Linked DNA regions of Zea mays: regions 1, 3 and 4 are each linked to region 2. The links are chromatin contacts, called in public Hi-C maps. All regions are on one chromosome and are shown on one strand. Each heading gives the region's core, a stretch centred on a gene start, on an enhancer-like site or on the middle of the called end of the contact. The rest is flanking DNA. Distances are from core to core; before and after follow the strand shown. Region 1 holds the start of LOC100272531. Region 2 holds the start of LOC100501507 (probable WRKY transcription factor 65). Region 3 holds the start of LOC103651210 (receptor-like protein 51). Region 4 holds the start of LOC100383186.

What was found. A called contact is a pair of places that touch in the nucleus more often than the background predicts.
Region 1: a Hi-C map of endosperm shows a contact between it and region 2, with 6 times the contacts expected there. The contact joins the promoter of LOC100272531 here to the promoter of LOC100501507 in region 2. A contact is called at or near these places in 4 of 25 Hi-C or Micro-C datasets (bundle sheath, ear, endosperm and 1 more).
Region 3: a Hi-C map of bundle sheath shows a contact between it and region 2, with 3 times the contacts expected there. The contact joins the promoter of LOC103651210 here to the promoter of LOC100501507 in region 2. A contact is called at or near these places in 3 of 25 Hi-C or Micro-C datasets (bundle sheath, endosperm and leaf).
Region 4: a Hi-C map of endosperm shows a contact between it and region 2, with 5 times the contacts expected there. The contact joins the promoter of LOC100383186 here to the promoter of LOC100501507 in region 2. A contact is called at or near these places in 6 of 25 Hi-C or Micro-C datasets (bundle sheath, ear, endosperm and 2 more).

What each region holds. Positions count from the first base shown.
Region 1 is chr3:203,167,366-203,170,854 of Zm-B73-REFERENCE-NAM-5.0, forward strand. LOC100272531 reads right to left here and starts at 2,156. Exons shown (of 3, transcript NM_001147000.2): 1 at 1-2,156. The coding sequence starts at 1,909.
Region 2 is chr3:203,397,130-203,400,394 of Zm-B73-REFERENCE-NAM-5.0, forward strand. It overlaps LOC100501507 (probable WRKY transcription factor 65), which reads right to left and starts at 1,941. Exons shown (of 3, transcript XM_008676828.4): 1 at 1,322-1,941; 2 at 984-1,136; 3 at 84-845. The coding sequence starts at 1,494. The coding sequence ends at 251.
Region 3 is chr3:203,538,388-203,541,709 of Zm-B73-REFERENCE-NAM-5.0, forward strand. It overlaps LOC103651210 (receptor-like protein 51), which reads right to left and starts at 1,710. Exons shown (of 1, transcript XM_008676829.4): 1 at 1-1,710. The coding sequence starts at 1,329. The coding sequence ends at 85.
Region 4 is chr3:203,213,260-203,216,837 of Zm-B73-REFERENCE-NAM-5.0, forward strand. LOC100383186 reads left to right here and starts at 1,959. Exons shown (of 1, transcript NM_001175849.1): 1 at 1,959-3,484. The coding sequence starts at 2,026. The coding sequence ends at 3,042.

The DNA of each region.
Region 1 (3,489 bases), core at 906-3,405, 230 kb before region 2:
GAACCAGTGTTCCATCATAATCAAGCAATATAGCCCTGCTCCCTGAAATCTCATAAGCATTAACAATTGAATCCATGTTAAGCTTTCTGAAATGAGCGTCCAAGGCCACCACCCTGAAACCAAAACCCAACCCTATGCCCCAACATGTCCTCTTAAAGTGGTCCCTACAAGCCCTTTCCAAGTCTAGGATGAAGCTCTTTGACCAATAAGCAACATCATGGCTGCTGACATAACGGTAATGTTTCTCATGCCTCAACTGTTTTTCCTGTTCTGGCATTGAAATGGCCTCATTCATCGCCTCTGCTGTTGCCTCTATATTCCATGGATTGACCCTAATAGCACCACTCAGTGACGGCGAGCAGCCAATAAACTCTGACACAACCAGCATGCTCTTCTTTGGCCCACCCACCTCTGATACTGACTCAGATCCTGGTGCACCCTGCCTACAGACAATGTACTCATATGGTGTCAAGTTCATCCCATCCCTCACAGCAGTCACAACCACGCATTCCGCTATCGTATAATAGGCAATCTTCTCGACACTTGACACATCACGATCGATGAAAACAACAGGGCTATACCCTGACTGGCCAAAGTCTCCATTGATCCTCTGGCAGCTCTCCTCAATCTCAGCCTGGATGGCTTCCAGATCCTTACCCCTTCCACGGGCTGGGTTAGCAATCTGCACTAACACTGCTCTCCCCTGCCACTTGGGATGTGTTCTCAACATGTTCTCAAATGCAAGAAGCTTCAAATTGATCCCCTTAAAGATATCCATATCATCCACACCAAGCAAGACAGTTTTGCCCTGAAACTGCTGTTGAAGCTCAGAAAGCCTCCACTCCCTATCAGGCAAGCGCAGACCCGACTCCAACTGACCCATATGAACTCCCACTGGCATGATCTTGATCCCTACAGTGCGGCCAAAGTAATCCAATCCAATGTGCCCACGCTTTGACTGGTATTCAATTCCCAGCATCCTACTGCAGCACGAGAGGAAGTGCCTGGCGTAATCAAAAGTGTGGAACCCAATGAGGTCACAATTGAGCAGCGCCTTCAGTATCTCGTCGCGAACAGGGAGGGTGCGGTAGATCTCGGACGAGGGGAAGGGGCTGTGGAGGAAGAATCCGATGCGGAGGCGGTTGAAGCGGCGGCGGAGAAAGGTAGGCAGCGCCAGGAGATGGTAGTCGTGAACCCAGACGTAGTCATCCTCCGGGTTGATTACCTCCACGACCTTCTCGAAGAAGAACTTGTTGGCGAGCACGTACGCCTCCCAAGCGCTGCGGTCGAAGCGACCGTTGCCGGGTGACGAAGTGGCGACGGAGGAAGAGGTAGCGGCGGCGGACGCGGAAGCGGGCGATGAGAAGGGGAGCATGTAGTGGAACAGAGGCCAGAGCTGGCGCTTGCAGAAGCCGTGGTAGAACCGGTCGTTGAGGTGGTCAGGGAGGAACACCGGCGCGCAGCGGAATCGGTCGAGCAGCGTCTGCGACACCTCGTCCTGCTCGGCTGCGGGGACGTCGGCGCGGAGCGATCCGACGAAGAGCACCTCCATCTCGTCGGGAATGCCGTCGCGGAGCTGGAGTAGGAGCGAGTCGCCGTCCCACGAGAAGGACCACCCTCGGCCGTCGGGCCTGCGGCGCGCGACGATGGGCAACTGATTCGAGACCACTATGAGGCGGTCCACCGCCACCGACGAGGGCACGTCGGAGGCGACGCTGCTGGTCGCGGCCGGCTCCGACTCGTCCTCGCCGTCGAGCTCCGACAGCGTCCCCGGCACCGTCATCACCCGCGACATCCGCCGCAGCCCGAACGACCCATGTCTCTGCCGCCCGCTGCCGCCGGCCGGGCCCAGCGCCGCGAAGTTGCCCTCCGCGAGGTCGAGCAGGTTGGTATACGACCGCGACATCATGGCTGAAACACCGAGCGGAGAGAAAAGCTTCGCCGCGAGATGTGAGCACGCCCTAGCCGGCCCGGCTACCCCTTCGGATCAGCAGGACCGAGATTGTCACCAAACTCTTGGGGGGTGGGGGGAGGGGGGTTGGGTGTTCCTCTTTGATCTGATCTGATGGCGGCGGCTCGAGAGAGAGGGAGGTGGTGTGGCCTGTGGGTTGGCCAATTCGGAATGGGTACGCGACCAGAGAGGGAGGCGAGAGGTCGGGGAGGGGGTGAAGGCAGAGACTCGCCCGTATATTCCACGGGTGTGTTGGGCTCGGGCGCTCGGCGCGTGAGGCCTCTCCTGGACCACTAATCACTGATATATGGACCCTTTGGTTTGTCGGTGTGTTAGGGCTCCTTGGACCGCGCCTAGGCACGAGATGCCTCGTGAAAAGAGGATAAGGTTGCGCTCCCCCCATGCCAGCTGGCGTCATGCGACCCACCTTCATCTGTAGGCATGTAGGGGCCCTTGGACGATACAGATACGAGCATTTTTGGCCGCACCGGTATGATCAATGGCTGTGATCGCTCTGAGGGGCTGATGGTTCCAATGGCATTGGGGCTCGTTCAAGAAGTGTTGGCAAATTTAGTCATGTTTGGGAACGCATTATTTTTATAGTCTCAAGACAATTCTATAATCCCTTTGATGTACTATTTTTTGACGTTCTACCGTCATTTAAGGTTGTGGGGGTGGATATCCTCTTGATCCAAATGAGACTCTCGATCCAAATGAGACGTATTCTCTATATGGGTTGACTGGCTGAATAAACTTAGCGCACAATACAAGCACTCTATTGTAATCTAAACCATCTAGGAGATATAGAAGGAAACGGACTTGTAACCCAAGCCATGCCAGACTATATAAAGCAAGTGAGGGATCTTCCTCCAAGGAATGTGATTTCATACACACACCCCTCCCCCCGGTCTCTCTCATCAAACATACAAACCCTAGCCCTCATTGAGTCATTGTAAGCTCCAGATATCAAAGCAAAATATGATATAGGGTATTACGCATCTCGCGACCCAAACATGTATAATTCGTTGTGTTTTTGTCGTGACATTGACGTCCTACCCAAAAGCACGTGGGTAACCCCATGGTGCGCGGGAGGGTCACAAACATCGACAGCTGACGCGTTAGAGGTTCGATGTCGATCTACGACAGTTCAATGGTCGTCATCTTCAACAACAATTTCAAGTTCGAGATTGGAGCGTATCTGATCTCTAACTCAGATCTGCTCGACCGTGGCATCACTACGGCTCTGTTTGCAATTCGTCGATTTGGTCATCTAGGAGGCGCAAGACTTCAAAACGTGTACAACAGATCATCTATCCTGTTATCCAATTGCTAGTATCTCACGAAGACATCTTAACAGTCGTCTGCGACCTGTTCGTCAGATGGATGATCCTGCTGGAATAATTCACCAAATCCGATCCGACTGTTTTGGAACTAAGCGCACTGATCGCTCGGCATACAGATTGGAAAAGAATTGATTCTATTATCATGGAGTTCAAGTAGCTATCAGATTCGTCGACTGATAAAATCTGTCTACAAGA
Region 2 (3,265 bases), core at 691-3,190:
CCAAACCTTTCGCTGTTTTCTGGTTGGAATCACATCGCAAACAGGACAACCTTGGACGGCGAACGCGTGCACCAATCAACACGGGAGGAGAGAAAGCTTAAGCCAGCAGCCGGCCTTGAACAGATAAACCCCGTGCACCAATCAGAGCTATGTACCAGTGCCTCCAAATCGTTCCGTGTAAAACTTAAAGAGGGGCCCAAAAGGAAAAGAAAAAAAAATAAAAACAAACGTAAAAAGAGTCGAAGGACCATCAGGAGCACGGCGCGGTGGCGGCCAGGCTGAGCTCGCGGCGGCGGCCGAAGACGACGGCGCACTCGGGCAGCTCGCCGAGCCCCGCAAACAGGGCGTCCTCCCCCTGCAGCTCCCGCTCCCACTCCTCCGGCGGCAGCAGAGGGGCGTACAGCGCCGACCGGTGCCACGTCGGGTACTGGTCGAACCACCCAAAGTCGAAGCTTTCGTCCTCCTCGGCCGCCGGCGCCACCGTTAAGGTTGCTGCCGCTTCCGGACCGGCCAGACATGGGACGCCCTCTTCCGCCGGCTCGTGCTCCTCTTCTGGCTCCGTCTCCTGCTCCTGCTCCGGCACCTCTGTTTCTACCAGCTCGTGCTCCGGGCCGAGCTCATCCCGCTGGACCAGGACCACGGACGGCTCAGGCTTCGGCGCCGGCGGCCGCGCGGACGGCTTGCCTTGCTGGTGGCAGCAGCTGCCGCCGCTGGTCTTGGGCTGCGGCGCCTCGTGATTGTGCTCGAAGGTGTAGGTGACGAGCAGCGCGGTGGGGTCCGCGTGGCTGCGCTCCACCTGCTTCCTCGCTGGGCACCCCTTGGAGCTGCTGCAGCGGTAGTAACCCCTGCACATGACACACAGAAGCGCGAAGCAGGTTTATCATCAGACAGACTGGTGCTAATCGGCAGCAACAGTTTGCATGCAGATGCTGATTAATAGGTTCAGCAGAAGCAGCAGCTGCATAGGAGGAGTACGTACGTACCGTGGGTAGGGGGAGCCCTTGATGGGCTTCTGCCCATACTTGCGCCACGCCCACGAGTCCGACGGCGGCGGCCCCTCCCCGCTGGCCCCTCTGGGCCGGTCCCCGCACTCGGCCAGCGGCACCGACACAACCCGCTTCTCCACCGATCTCCGGCTGCTCGCACAGAAATAGACAAGAGCCGAGTTAGCCATCTTCGTAGCTCTGGTTTCCAGACTCCCGTACCAGCGCCGCAGCAGCAGACAGCAAGCAGGTCACGGGCGCGCACCGCGCAAAACACTCGGTGGTGCTCTACGTGCGGGCACGCGAGACGCGACGCGACACATGGACCCCGTCCGTACCTGCGCTTAGCTGGCGGCAGCGGCGACGACGGCGAGGCGGGGAGGTCGCGCTCGCGCTTGTTCAGCCCGGCCCCGGCGCGCGGCGACTCCGCGTCCGCCCCCGCCTGCGGCTCGTCGGGGGATTCCGCCCGCGGCGAATCCGAGCTGCAGTACCCGTCCTCGGCCGACGACATCGATCAGATCCCCCCCTCTCTCGCCGCTGCTCCCTCGGTGACCACGCCCGGCCGGAGTACACGGAGGCGGAGGCGGAGCCCACAGCCCCGGCCCGGACGGATAAAAAGGCGGAGGCAGCTTCAAAGCAAAACGAGCTCGCGCTTTCCCAAAGCGCGCATAAATTTTTTCGCACTGATGGTGGAGAAAGCGGGGCTGTTGGAACGAATGATGGAGGGGATTGAAGGCGGGCGAGATGGTGGCGCACAGGGCACAGATGATGGGCGCTCTCTTGTGTCGCTCGCTTGCGATGCGCGGCGTGCCTGGTGTCTGTTTATGCGGGTGCGTGCGCTAGTGGGCGCCTTTTTTATATTTTATGGGAACGATGCTTGTGTCATCGGGGGAGCACCGGGGTGAGCAGGGCGAGCGATATCCATACCGACGGCAGGCGGCCTGCAGGCGTGAGTGCGTGCGCGTACGCGAAGCGAAGCGATTTTTTTTGTTAGTTTTTGGCGCCTTGCTCGTCTGCTCTGTTCGCTCTGGATTGGATCTCTCCCCGTCGCTGTTGTTGCGTCTCGGAAGAGGAGAGCGACGTGCTCGGGACCAGGCCGTGCGCGGAGGAGCCGTGATTACTTAATCTATCGGAGGCTGCGATCGCGACCGCCGCCCTAACCACTCCGGCAACCAATCATGGACATTGTCCATTTGTTCTGCTGTGCTCATGCTCTTGCTCCATCCGTCCGTGCACACGCACTTTCGTGCATGCATGTATGTATCGTGTGGATACGCCATACGCGTGCTCCATGTCCAGATACGGTGTATCCGTGTATGTATGTATGTATGTATATATGTACGGTACGTGCATGGGCTGTGTGCAGCCTGTGCCTGCGTGCAACCCTGGCCCGTGACACGGAAGCTGCTTTGCGAGGCGCGTTTCTTTGGAGCTCGGAAGGAAAGAACAGAACAGGTACAGCTTGTGAGCAAATATATGCAAGATACACATTTCTGACGTTGGTTCCCAGTGTCCAGCAGCCCCTTGTTCCGGTGTACGTACGCGCCGATTAGAATTAGAATACTGCATGTACATGGGAGAAAAACGGGCTAGATCCCTCGCGTGTAATCGTCCAAACTACGGCAGCTACACGTGGGAGCAGGACTAAAAGAAGCCGGCCTCTCCTCCGTAGGAGAGAGCGTGTACAGCCAAGTTGGACGTGCCAGAGCTAGCTGGGTTCTTCGTTTTCATTAATGGTCCATGTGCATCGGCATCGCTACAAGACTATACTAATGCTGGGAATACTTTTTAATAAGCCAGCAGTCTCATGCTAGTATTATACTACTGTCTTGGCTGCTATCGACCTGTACGCAGCTCTGGTTTTAATTATCTGTTGTCTGACACCAAATGATGCTACCGATCTCGATATGGACATTGCAATATTGATATACTCTTGTTTACGTACTACTAGCTCTACTAGCTCCGTTCTCACATGTTTATCATCCGCTAGTTTATTTTTCAATAACAGATGAAATAACAGGGAACAAACGACGCATATATTTACATTCCTCAGTTCTTTTACCTATTTTGTCGTAATAAGAATATATACCAATAAAAACTTATACTATCAGTTATACTGTCTTCACTACCACCGTGAGAGGCTTAAGCCGCCTTTGAAGATTTATCTGTAGTGTAGAGGCGGTTTACAACGTAAAACTATTTTTTCTGCTTTCGTAAAAGATGTCGCAGCATCCATTGGAAACTATTCTTGCACACGAGAATTGATTCGATCGTGAGCTAGA
Region 3 (3,322 bases), core at 460-2,959, 140 kb after region 2:
ACGTCACTTCCAATCCCAATGGGCAACAGCAGAACTGATTAACGAACTCAGCAAAAAGACATGCAACAGAGGCAGCGCCGGGCCTCAGCGGCACACCTTGCAGATGCAAACGAGCAAGATGATAAGGAACGCCAGGCAGGATAGCCCGATGGCCACCCCGAGCACCGTGGCGCTGGGCCCACCCCTCGTGTCGGCGCCGCCGTCCGCCTCTCCGTCCCCGCCGCCGTCGTCGTAGTCCGCGCTTCGCTCCGACCGCGCCGTGGCCGGGGGCGGCAGCACCGGGAACCCGTACTTGTCGCACGGAGCCACGCTCATGGCGAGCTCAGCGGGCAGCACGGACCGGTTGTAGCACAGCTTGCCGTTCCCGGCGGCCCTGAACACGCGCAGCCTGGACAGGAACTTGGCGGTGAACGGAACCATGCCGTCGAAGTCGTTGTTCTCGAGGTTGAGCTCCCTCAGCCCATGCATCTCGGCCAGGAACGGCGGTATGCTGCCGTTGAGCCGGTTGGAGCCCAAGTCGAGCACCTCCAGCTCCGGCAGCGTAGAGAGCGTGTCGGGGATGCCGCCGGAGAGTCTGTTATTGGACAGGTCCAGGGCGGTGAGCGAGATGAGATCGCCGATGGAGGTGGGGATGGGCCCATCGAGAGCGTTGGAGCTGAGGTTGATGTGGGTGATGCCGGCGAGGAGCGTCAGGGTATCCGGGATGGCGCCGGTGATGCGGTTGCCAGACAGGTCGAGGTGGGTGAGGTTGGGGCAATGCCAGTGGTGCGGGAGGAAGCCAGAGAGGTTGGCGTTGGAGACGGTGAGCCGGGTGAGGTGCTCCATGTGGGAGACGACGACTGCGAGCTCAGTGGGGGAGCCCGTGGCGAGGGGCGTGTCCGCGACGGCGAGCTCCGTGAGATTGGTGAGGTGGGAGAGCCACACGGCGGAGAGGCGGTGGAGCGAGGCGGTGCAGGAGAATGCCCGGAGCCCGGACGCCAGCTGCTCCGGGGGCAGAGCTCGCGGCGGCGCGGCCGGGCAGTCGGAGAACGCCAGCGCCCGGAGTGACGGCGCGAGCGCCTCGAGCGCCGCCGCCGAGACGGAGGTGGTGTCGGAGCAGTTTGTGAGGGCGAGCGACGTGACACGCCGGAAGGGCTCCCCCGCGTCGCAGGAAGCGTTCACGGCGGCCACAACGGCGGCCGCGCCGCAGGGGTCGGCGCGCGGGTGCGCGCCCAGGCCGAGCGCGCGCAGCGCCAGCAGCTGCTGCGGGTCCAGTGGCGCCGCGCCCGCGATGGCCGCGACGACGACGATGGGGAGGAGGTGAGAGAAGAAGAGGGCAGCGGCGTCCATGCCCGTGGACGCAGAGCACTAGAGCAGGCACGCACTCCCCAGTGGCGATTGGCGAAGCGAGAGCCGAGACCGAGAGCGCGCGTGGAAACCGGAGAAACGGAGAAAGCTTTCTTCAAAGCCGCGACCCGCGAGGAAGGCAGGGGCCGGAGAGCTGCTCTCCACCGTCGGATGGGCGCGGATTGACAGATGGGCAGGGCTCGCCGGCTGTGTATTGGGGGACGGGGGACGGCATGGCACGGTTGCTTTCGAGGGCAGTGTGCTTGCGCCGGGGCGCGCAGAGGCCGCCTGTGACTGCAGCAGAGGCAGCGTGCCTGGGTATCCGTGCAGTCCCTGTGTGCCTATCTCATGCTACCACTGCGTCCTATTGACCGCTGTGGAAAGACGGGACCGGTAGTGGTCTGGGCCTGGCCGCTCAAACATGGGGATGGTGCGCGTACCAGCTCTGGCCTCTGTGCCGCGCTCAGGTTTTGGCGCTCCACCGCGACGCCGCGCACTGCGAAGTGCGAACTGGAGCTGAGCGCGCCCGTGACAAATCGCGCTGCGCCTGCGAGTCGGGCTGGGGACCTGCCGCTCTCTCAGGCTGGGCGCTTCTGCGGTCCCCAGCGGCCCAAACCAACTCCATTCTAATAAGCGGCCCAAAAACATTTGGTCTTCTCACAACTCACAATGCTAGGTTGCTAGCGCGATTGAGCTGAAGGAGATTCAAACGCCGAAACGCGTGTGTAGCTGCAAAATAAAGGGTGTTCTGCAACACTCCCTTTGTTTTTTTTATTTAAGGCATGCACTATTGACTTTTTGCTCAACGGGAACGGTATTTATTCAATTCCTTAATAATGTTTTAGAGTAGGTAAGGTGAAAAGAGCATCGCTAGATCTGTCATGAAGTACTTTAAGGTTTCGTTTTGTTCACATATTTATAATGTGATAAATAACTAATAATGTTAGATCATGTTTATTTAGGTCCAACCATAATTAGATATTATACTTGGAACTAATATAAGCCTATTCAAACTAGCACTTGAGTGTGACTCGATATCATTATCATTTACATTACATTTCGTGAACCAAACAACACCTTGTTTGGATCTCATAATTATAAATCAGTTTTTACCATAAATTTTAGATAGAACTGTTCTCTAGGTAGGCATTCTATTATCGTTGATTCATATATATATAGTGTTTGGACCTCAATTACTCTCACAAGTTCTCTTAAAGTATCATAATTGACATGGAGATTTATCTTATTATTTTTATCATATGAACGAAACTATTAACGATCAAGTGCCGTCTGGCTAGATTTGTTTGGAACGTCCTCTTCTTGGTCATAGGAGAAACTCAGTCTAATGACATAAATCACATGTTTGGTAGTTGGCTAGCTCTAGGGCTGGGACAGGGACTGGAGGTCTTTACCTTTGTTAATTAGAAGCGACCACAATGTGTCGTTTATTCGGCTAGGTAGAAATGATGTTGTTCAAGAAAAAGAATTCATTTCCCCTTCGTGGGTTATATTTTCAACGACACCGTAGCTCTCAGAATGGGCTATTCTCTAACGGTCGGATTTGTAAGAGCGGTTTGTGACGGGATCACAACTTTTGGTGCAAACAACCACGGTTTTCTTGTCCCGAAAACATGGATGGTGATGTAGGTAGTCAGGTGTGAATCTAGCGCCACTTGTATCATGGTGCACACCTTAAGAAATATACACATGATATTTTTTTAAACTGATAAACTTCTCTGATTATTAGAAAACATATAAAGGTTCAACAATCAAATATCGCCGGCGAGCACGCTGGGGATACCAGCTGACAGAATAGCCTAAACTAACACATAGTGACATTAAAACGTAAGAAGGACCACCAACCAGACAAGAAAAAATTGCTTCCCTTAAAAAAAACTACTGATCAGCAGTAGCCCTTTGCTTCTATCCCTGTAGTTGACAAGATAGAGAGAGGCCGTAGATCAGATGCATATTCATGCTAGTACCATGAAGCATT
Region 4 (3,578 bases), core at 709-3,208, 180 kb before region 2:
ACTATATATCATTTCACATCCTCGGATTCAAAATTTCAAACATGGTACTAGTGTGCCGTAAACGAAAACCGGACGGGAAGGAGCCCCACCCCCAATCTACTCTACTCCGATTCGAATTCTTGAGGCACGCTGCATTGCATGGCTAAAAGTGAGCCTACAGCTTTGCTACGGCAGGAAAAAAAAGGACAACAAAAAGGGAGACGGCGATTTTTTGAACGGAGACGACCGAGCACATGCACATGGACGAGAGTACGAGACCGCCGATGATGAATCGACTGCCCTGGCGGCATGTGTCTGATGAATGGATGAATTAAAGACGTTGCTATCAGAAGAGCTTGCCTTTTGGGATGCATGGAGCCATGGACCAGCTGACTGACCTGCACTGCATTGCATGCCCGGGTGCCACAGAACAGAGCCGTGTCATGTGTAAGCGCTGCGCTGGGCATGTAGCTTGAACCAAAGGTGTACTAGACCTCGCCTCGTCCGACCGACGCCAAGCAGACCACGCGTACTGGAAAGCGGAAACCTCTGTAGTAGGCTTGTAGCATTGTGAGACAGTAATGCGACCTCCGCAACACAAGCATTAGTTGTGAATACTTCATTCACAGAAACAGCGTGCCGCGCGCATCAGAAGCTTTTAGAAGCACGCAGGCGGACCTCGATCAGTCTTTTTTACTGCTTACCGTCCCCAGAAGTTTGTCGCATCGCCGCATCTGCTCAGGACCATCGGTTTTTTTTTTTACTTTTTACTCCTTTACTATTACCATGGACCGCCGTCGTGTCGCCGGTCAGAAAACTGGAAAAGGCGCCGGGTGGCAGGACGCCCGGACGCCGTTCGATTCAAACAATGAAGCCGCGAGGCCAGGCGGTGCTCGCTTCGGCTTCGCTGCTGCGCACCAGCAGAGGCGGCGCAGCGAGAAATAACGGGAACAGTAGCCGGGAGCAGACATGTCCGAATTTCCCAATCTGCGCTGCGCGTGTCTGCCACTGCCACTCGCGCGCTGCTTCTGCACTTCTGTGCGACTGTCTGTCGGTGGGTGGCGCGAGCTCCTCCGCCTCCGGGATGAGAAGAAGAAACGCATGGCGCGTGGCGGTGTTTTTGTGTGTGCATGCATGGTCCATGGGCCATGGGGTGTGTGTGTGTGTGAGGTTGCTCGTTGGAGGTGCTTTGTGTGTCTGTCGTTGTGTGCCAGTGCCACGACCAGCAATTGGAGGAGCGTGCACGCAAAGATGGCCCTAGCGAAATCCATGCGCGCAGGCCGCAGGCGCACGCACGCACGCACGCACGCAAAGGTCTGTCGGGCGGGTCACACCGGATCTTAAGCAGTTGAACTAGTGCCAGCCATGCACAGCCAATCTCCTGATCTGATATTAGGTGGGACGATGTCCAAGATCTTGGTAAGCACAGAATCCGCCCGCACACTCGCTCGGGCCCATGTTCCGGCAGGCACTGCACATACTCCTGCAAGGCTGCAGTGCGGTACGACCGGCACTTGTTCTTTAATCTGCATGGCCCCCCTATTAGAAAAAAAGAAGAAGAAAAAACAGCGAGAGATAGTAGCAGCACGCTGTTACACTTGTACTCCTTTCCTGCCCAGAGGGCTTCAAAATCACTGGCATCAATCACGGAAATCAATCAGCCATAGCCCAGGAGCACGCATGCACGAGAAAGAAGCGCCGAGAAAGAAAAAAAGTGAAACAGGCACTTTCGCCCCTACTTCTTGTGGCGTGGCAGAAAGCTCTCACCACTTCACAGTTCAAAACTCAAGTTGCGTTGCAAATCTCTTTCTTTCGTTTTGTTCTACGGAAAGTTGCAAATCTCCGATAGCACCCAGACGGCTCACGGCCACACCAACCACCTCACATTCCCCATGAGCCTTGAGCCCGCCAAAAACCTCCCACTTTAAAATCCCAGCCCCTCTCAAACACTGCCCTGCAGCCTCCAAGGTGAAGAGCCAGCCAAAGCGCCCAAGCTACGAAACGCCAACTCGTCAAGAACCCCAGTTGTTGCCCGGCCGCGCAGCCATGAGGTGGGGACTTAGAAGCAGCTGTAAGCAACGGCACAAGGAATCCCTGCAACCACTGGAGCAAGAGAGCAAGGGGAAGAGCAAGGCCAGCTTCTCGTCCTTCTTGCCCCTGGCATGGCTTGCCAAGCTCACGGCCAGGAACGGCGTGCCCGCTACCAAGGTCGTGCATGCGACGTCGTCCGCGGCGAAGAACACGGCTCAGGCCGCCACCGCATTCCCGTCCTGCTTCCACAAGCCCGCCAGCCCCAGCACCGCGTCGGCGTCGCGAAGCAGCCTGAGCCTGGCCTCTTCGTCATCATCCGCCGCCGACGCAGAGGCAGCCGGCATTGTCCCTTGCCGTCGCGACGACGCTACCGGCGGGGACACGGTGGCAGGCATCGCCCCGCGCCGCCGCTCGGTGGGCAACGATGACGCCAGGACCGAGGCCGCGACCGCGACCGCGCGGCAGCTGTACCACAGTCGTCGCCACTACTCGGTCGGTGGCGACCGCGACCTTCCTCACCTCGGCCACCTCGTCTCCCTCTCCCCGAACCCGAAGGCGGCGCCGCCGACACCGGCGCCGGTGCGGACGCTGACGCCGACGCTGCCCCCACTGCCTTCCGATTCCGACACGGACGAGGAGAAGCGGACGACGGCACGGAACCGCCGGCGCCGGCGCCGGCGCGCCGTCAGCGGGCGGCGGTCGTTCTCCTCGGCGAAGGCCACGGTGCGTGTGCGCTCGCCTAGGCCGCCTGCCGCGGCGGTGTCGGAGCTGGAGCGGTTCGCGGTGGTGCGGCGGACGCGGGACCCGCATCGCGCGTTCCGGGCGTCCATGGTGGAGATGATCGCGAGCAAGCGCATGGTGGGGCGTCCCGACGAGCTGGAGACGCTGCTGGCGTGCTACCTGTCGCTCAACGCCGACGAGCACCACGACTGCATCGTCAAGGTCTTCCGGCAGGTCTGGTTCGAGCTCAACAACGCCTCCCGTGCCACTGCCACCGCCCCGCCGCAGCGCACTGCGCACCTGAGCGGCTGAGCCTGCTGGCTGCTGCCGTGCTACCAGACCACCAACCGGCTCGGAATCCGCACCGCACCCCTGCGGGCGTCGGCATCCATCATGGCGTGTCCGGAGCCGACGTGGACGCTGATTTCCACGCGTTATTTTTCTGGGCCTACGTGCCGACGTGGCCTTTTCACGCGTGGCCGCGGAAAAGCTGTGGCCTGTTGCTGTGAGGGCGTACCCGCCCTCGCTTTTGAGGTGCTCTGTTGTTTGCGGGCGTGCGCGCACTGCAGTATTGCGTGCTTCTTGAGTCTTGAGTATTGTGTGTTTGTCAGCCCAGCTTCAGGTAGTGAAATGCATGAAAGGGACAAAAATAACGCTACTCGTTTCATGCACTTGGAACCGTATGCTCCAGTCCTGTAATTTGGCGGCATGTATCGCATGCAAAAGATTCCAAGATCTCCAGTTTCTAGAGTTCAAATAGCTGCCGACTTCCGGCTTTTGTTTGAAAGTGTGAACAGTTGATGTGGCCAGAGGCACCAGGCCTCACAGTTTTCCAGGTTCTTTTTTCT